Linked DNA regions of Danio rerio: region 1 is linked to region 2. Evidence: chromatin contacts called from public HiChIP or PLAC-seq data. All regions are on one chromosome and are shown on one strand. Each heading gives the region's core, a stretch centred on a gene start, on an enhancer-like site or on the middle of the called end of the contact. The rest is flanking DNA. Distances are from core to core; before and after follow the strand shown. Region 1 holds the start of si:dkey-243i1.1. Region 2 holds the start of slc47a4 (solute carrier family 47 member 4).

The links. HiChIP or PLAC-seq counts read pairs in DNA pulled down with a chosen protein or histone mark.
Region 1: a contact with region 2 is called in an H3K4me3 HiChIP or PLAC-seq map of embryo, with 2.9 times the contacts expected there. The contact joins the promoter of si:dkey-243i1.1 here to the promoter of slc47a4 in region 2. A contact is called at or near these places in 3 of 18 Hi-C or Micro-C datasets (caudal fin, hematopoietic stem cells and an unstated tissue) and 2 of 4 datasets of contacts at active chromatin or transcription factors (caudal fin and embryo).

The regions. Positions count from the first base shown.
Region 1 is chr15:29,382,513-29,385,840 of GRCz12tu, reverse strand. It overlaps si:dkey-243i1.1, which reads left to right and starts at 1,532. Exons shown (of 18, transcript XM_073923780.1): 1 at 1,532-1,637; 2 at 1,863-1,959; 3 at 2,534-3,059; 4 at 3,206-3,312. The coding sequence starts at 1,873.
Region 2 is chr15:29,115,564-29,119,085 of GRCz12tu, reverse strand. slc47a4 (solute carrier family 47 member 4) reads left to right here and starts at 2,202. Exons shown (of 17, transcript NM_001302254.1): 1 at 2,202-2,342. The coding sequence starts at 2,202.

The DNA of each region.
Region 1 (3,328 bases), core at 283-2,782, 270 kb before region 2:
TTTGATGCATGTTATCGTGTTCATAGAACTTCCATTGTATTCACCAGCAAAATGATACATTTTTAATTTGTACATTTTCATAACTTTTCAAGCTTAAAATCAATGATGACTTTAAAATTGAATCTCACAGTAGTCTGAATAATTTGTATAAATAAATAGATATTTTCTCTTTAAAAAAAAGAACCACGAATAGATTAACAATTTAAAATTTAGAAGTAAAGCAAAAATGTTACATTTTCTTAAATTTAATTCAATTAAAAAAATGTAAATTTTCTTCAATTTCATTTATTTACAAAACAACAAAAAGCTATTTTCCCCTTTAGCAACACAATGCTAAAATACTAAATTTAACTTTCACTTTTTAATCACTAAAGAAAATATTTGAATGATTCGTTAAATGAAATATTTGTATTAAAAAAAGATATGTATATATATATATATATATATATATATATATATATATATATATATATATATATATATATATATATATATATATATATATATATATTCTGAGACCCCGCCCATTGATTTGTGTCCTCTGTGGTGGAAATTGCGCACATTTTGTGGGAAGGAGAGAGGTATGTAAAAATGTAGCTTTTTAAATGTTTTATTATTATCACGTATATTTTTGTCTATTAAAGTGTCAGGAACAATACATTTAGCTTTCAAAGCTGTTAACTTGTTTGTGTTTCAAAATATCATCCTTTTTTAAATGTCCACTACAGTGGACACCAGGTCCATCTTAATGTAATTAATGACTGCATGTTGTAGGGGGCAGAACTGAAGCAGAGAGGATTGTTCATAAGATAGAGGGAGAATCTGATTTAGAGTCTGACAATTAGACAATTAAAGAATTAGAGACCATTAGAGAATAAAAATCAGTTTTAGATCACTTTTATATTGAATTTGTTTTGGATTAACATCACTTCTTTTTCTTCTTTTTTGAGTTTGGCTCTCTTTCAGACTAAACTGTTTCAGAAATTTCAATACAAAAGGGAAACATGGCTTTTGTGTTGTTTTTGTTACATTAATATTGGATTAATATTCCTTTACAGCTATATCCCGTACAGTTTTGTTATCTGAGTGGTGGTCGTTTCGAATTAAAATGGTTCTGTGGTCCACTACAGTGCTGTAAAATATTCAAAATAAAAACAAAATGTAAAAACTCTAAATTGTAGATTGTTTTTACCCAAAGGATGTAGGAAATCACAGAAAAAAAGTCTCAGGATATATATATATATATATATATATATATATATATATATATATATATATATATATATATATATATATATATATATATATATATATATATATATATATATATATATATATATATATATATATTTTTTTTTTTTTTTTTTTTTTTTTTTTTTTTGCTAAAATATCACCCCACCCTTTCTTAATCCAAAATATATTTTAACAAATTCAACCTCTGGTTTACTCATGTAACACCGAAGTGCAAGTAGCAACTCAAACCGAAAGAGGGCGACAGCCCGCCTGAACTTACTTGTAACCGCAGACCGTCAATCACGAAGAAGTGTTTTGTTGTCATGGCGGTGTTTTAAACCGCCTAACACCTACACACAAATCTCCAATTTATATAATTTCTTCTCAACTAACGTGTCGTCATGGTAAAATTCACCACGGATTTATTTGTCGTTGGCCTGTTAACTATGGGTTTATATGGGATAGATCAATCGCTTTTTCTGTAATCGATCGTATCCGTCAGTAGAGAATCAGTTAAGCTACTCTGAGGAGGATTACTCAAATTGGATTTGCAACTAGCCGAATGACTTACTTCTATCAATACAGTACACAAAAGAAGATTTCATTAGGATGATTTCTGATTTCCATAGGGCTTCTACTATGACAACTGCCGATCTGGGCTCTTTGAACCGTCAATGGATTAAAAAAGGCTCTTCTGTGTCTCAGATTGCTGGTCTGCAAACACAGGTAACTTGCTTACAAATTTCACAAAGTACAAGTTTATTATAACTTTACATTTGCTAATAAACACTGCATGCACTTTAACGTACTGTATGCAGTAACTGTTAGTCTACATCTGAAGAGGATCAAAGCCTGTCATTAAAATGCTCCTAAACCTAACGAACACACCACCCATTCTTGCCACATTGAGGTAAAGTTGGTTTTAGTTTACCTCGCTAACGTTACTTTGATTATACGGTCTGAAATCGCATGTAAGTGTGTCTTCAAAACAATATTAGCACTTTTTAATTGACTGTGAACAGTGCTGTTCTTTGATAGTCATTAGCTGTTAAGTTACTATGATTTCCCTATTTAGAGTTAGCAAAGAATACTTTTCTGACATTATATTGTCAAGGAGAAGGTCTGAATGTGCAAATATAAAAGCAACTTTACCTCAATTTCTTTTGTTAGGACAATTGTGAAAGTTTTTGATCCACTTCAAATGTTGATTAGTGTGTTTAACTGCAACTGTAGAATATACTCCACAAGATGCTGATATTAATAAATCAGCCTCTCTTTCATTCTCATCTTGTTATCACAGCTTCAGTTCAATAGTGCAGTGTTACCCAGTGTCCTGAACCGAGCCACCCGAGTGGGACCCCCTTCTCCCATCGTGATAGAGAAACTTCTCCCCCATACAGAGAGGCAGGATGATATGGAAAGCTGCAGCAGCTCCTTACGGCTCTCAGTCCTGTCAGAAGAGCGCCTGCAGGCTGCTGTCAGACTCGCCAAGAGAGATCTGCAAAGAAAACGGCAGGAATCCATCAACCGTTCATCCCTCGAACAAGAAGAAACACAGGAGATTATTATCCCTGAAAGAACCAACACAGATAACGTTCCTCGTGTGGTTTCCCCAAAGATGGCTGGTACAAGGAAGCAAATAAAAACTGGCGCTCATGTGCTTGTTTATACTCCTCAGAAGCCCAACAGCCCAATTAAACAGACTCAAACACCCATTAAAAACACTATAGTCAACAGCAGTGAACCTCAACTCACACAAGAGATTCGGAAATTACAGAAGGAACTGAGCACGTATGTTCAAAGGGTAGAGCAGTTGGCTAATAAAGGTATTTTCATTATTATTAATAACACGTGAAAAAAATCTATATTTAAATGTTAAATGTACATAATTACATAAATCTTTATGTATAACAATTATTATTCTTATTATTTTATTTATTTATTTTTGCTTTTGACGTGGTGTTTTCTGCAGAATGTGTGGTGGAGGCTTTGGAGCCTAATGAGAAGCAGAGGATAGAGATCCGGCGGCAGGAGCAGGCGGCCCGTTCCGCTCGTATGATCTATGTGTTACAACAGCAGGTCTGTAAACACTGCA
Region 2 (3,522 bases), core at 953-3,452:
CACAAAATATTTAAAATTATTTAAAATATTATTATTAGAATTATTTATATTATTTTTTATTTTTTTTATTGTTCATATAATTTTTTTTACAGTGTACTGGCCAATATCTGTCAGCTAATAATCACTGATAACACCCATTCAATCATGTGATAACATTCGAAGCAGTTAGGAGTTGCCAAGTGTTAGTGGTGTTATGTTCACAGTATGTGGCCATCAGACATAAACAATTAAATCATAATGACAGGCTCCTCTTAATACTTACTTGATTTATATTTCTTTTGTGTTTTGTTACTGTGTGTTTACAGTAGTAACTATGAACATATGTTAATGATTTTTATACAGTCAGGTCAAGGTTGGTTTAATGGTCTGTTGGCAGTTCTTTAAAACAGAAAATGCATTTTTGTGAGAATCATCATCAAACCTAATCCAGAGTTCACATGCATCTTTATTGCAATTATGTTTTAACTTTATTTTTTTCATGTGAATATTGCTTTAAACTGTATATAGCTGTATGTGTGTGGATGTTATATTAAGACACATATTTGTTTAATTACATCGGTATGACACAAATATTACAAGGAGAAGGTAACTTTTAAGGGCATTCCCCATGTCCCCATTTTTCAAAAGGCTTATAACTCATACAGAATGTGTTTTATTTCTTTCAGAAGTTAAAAATGCACAGAGATTCATGTGAGAGTTTAGTTTAAGAATAAGGTTGGGGTAGCATGACAGAAAAAAAAACATTTATACAAACGCAATCTCACAGCAATTCGGAACTTTTTTATTTAGTGGGTAATTCGTACAATTTAGTACGATTTGCTCATCACCCAATGACGGTGGGGTTAGGTGCCACATCTCCTTTTTAAAATCGTACATTTTCATACAATTGAACTCGTACGAATTTGTACGAATTAGCCACTAAACTTGCAAACCGTAAAATACTTACGTTTCCTTGTGAGAACAGGCTGGCTGTTTACACAGTATAAACAGAATGAAAACCTATCGAATGTCCCCACAAATCACAAAACAAATGTGTGTGAGTGTGAAAGAGTAATGAAAAGCTTTTTTCAAACATAAAAACAAGTGCAAAGCAATTTTACACTACACTGTGAAAAATGGCAGTGATTTCTACGGTAAAAAACTGTAAAACTGCTACCGTACAAATCCGTTAACTGGTTAATGGTATGTTTCCTTAATATATATGGCGAATAACTTGACTTTAAAAATTGACTATTGTAAATTGACTTTCCTAGAATTCCCTGCATGGCACATGAATTTTTATGCATTTTGTTTACATTAATATGGATCTTTTTAGTTGTTTCCCCATCAGTTATGTACATTAGAGATTTATGTTACATCTAATGTTGATAAACAATGTTTATTTCATGTCTTTAATTTTATGCGTGTTACCACACTGGTGTTTTGTAGCTGTGTGGATGACACTGAGCACCTTTTATATGCTGATACTCTTTTCTGCTTGTGGGAGAAGTTGATTGTGATGAGCATTGGCTCATTATGTAACTTTCTCATCACCACCTGCATGTGGGTGTGCTAACGTGTCTAACTGTGTAACAAAAGATGTGTAGATGTAGGTCATTCCAAATACAGACATATTACCTCTATAAATTAATAAAATACGGTAGTTTACTGTAAAAATTAGAAATTACTTTTACGGTTTGTACTGTGTTTTTAACGGTAAAGTACTGGTAACCACAGCTGCTGTTTTTTTTACCGTAAATTTTACGGATTCATTTTTTACAGTGTATAATTGTATTACAATTTTACAATTTGACCATGATTTCCAGCAGACACCCTCTAAAATGTCATTCAGTTTAACATTTTTACACACCCCTAACATTTTCTCACTATATCCACAACTTATCATTACTCTAATGTACTTTTACATCCCATACATCCTGTCATTAATCAACTCAAACTGTATCTTGAAAACAACTGATTGATCTCAAGAAACAATCAATCGTCCCACAATGCAACTTTCTGCCAGGACTGCAAACATCCTCCTCCCATCCTGTGGATTAAATCAAAGCGTCATTGTCTTCACCTCGGTTAATCGGTAAGCCTTCAAAGGTGCTGAATTTGGACCTGGGGAACGAACAGCTGTAGAAGGGCCCCTCGCAGTCTATGAAGCAACACACGGGCCCCTGACAGTGACTTGGAGGATCAGCGCTGAGAAGAAGATCATGGACGTCTCCAGTCCTGGAACTGACAATTTGTCAATGGAGCCCAGCGCCAAGCTGTTTTGCTGTGGTTTCATGAGGCGTTGCATCCCTCTGGTGTATCGAGAGGAGCTGTACCACATCCTGCGCATGACGGGACCCCTGGTGAGGCTTCAGTCGCATTCACTTCATGATAATATGCTACGCTTGTCCTGTGTGAAAACTGAGCGCCACGAGAGAAATGTAGTGGCTTTGTGTGTTTGTGTGTAGTTTTTCTACATGCATGTCTGTTTGAATGCAAATTAATCCCAGGTGATTGGATATTTGATTGTTAAATGCTTGCGTAATCTTACATGATATGCCTTCAGTCTTGCGTGCAACAAAAACCATAGTAAAATATGTCTTTTATGAGATTTTCAAAGTAAATCAGTCAAGGTGCATAATAAAAATTTGACTTGTGTGGCTAGTTTTAATGTTATTTTAACTTAATTTAGTAAGATAATTAAGTTATAGAGATTTTAACCTGACATTAAAATTGACAAAGTCAGTACATCACTTGAATAGTTAACTTGATTCAACTTTTGTTTAATGCAGCAACAAATCTGTCCACTTTTACTGTGTAATTAGTTACAAATGAAATTCCCTTATGTTGGAGTGAAAGGAGAACAAACTTATGCAGGGTTACAGTAGATGCACAGTAGCACACATGGGTTACACAACATTTCTACATATTCTTGCAAAACAAAGCGTACTATATCAGCCATAAGTTGTCTTTTCAAATATGTGATACTGGACCACAGTCTTATTTTACAAAAATACTTTTTCCCAATAGCCAAAAATGGGCCAAAATTACAGATTTATCTTTTACCCCAAAAACCATTAGAATATTAAATATTGACTATGTTCTATGTTTTTTAAGGCTTAACTAGGTTAATGAGATGAACTAGGCAGGTTAGGGTAACTACCTTTTCTAGCTTAAAGGGGCTAATAATTTTGACCTTAAAATAGTTTTTTAAAAAATATTTTAAAAATGCTTTTATTCTAGCTGAAATAAAACAAATAAGACTTTCTCTAGAGGAAAAAGTATTATCAGACAAACTGTGAAAATGTCCTTGCTCTGTTAAACATCATTTGGGAAATATTTAAAAAAGAAAACAAAAAAATCAAAGGAGGTTTAATAATTCTGATTTCAACTGTATAAAAATCAATTTCAAGTAATGACACTTATACACACTTAGGGAAAAAATTAAGCCAAAGATCAAATATCTTTTGAAAATATTGCTGTAAATTTAACAATAGCAAAAGTACACTTCTGACTGAAAATAATTTTTCATCCGAGATTTTA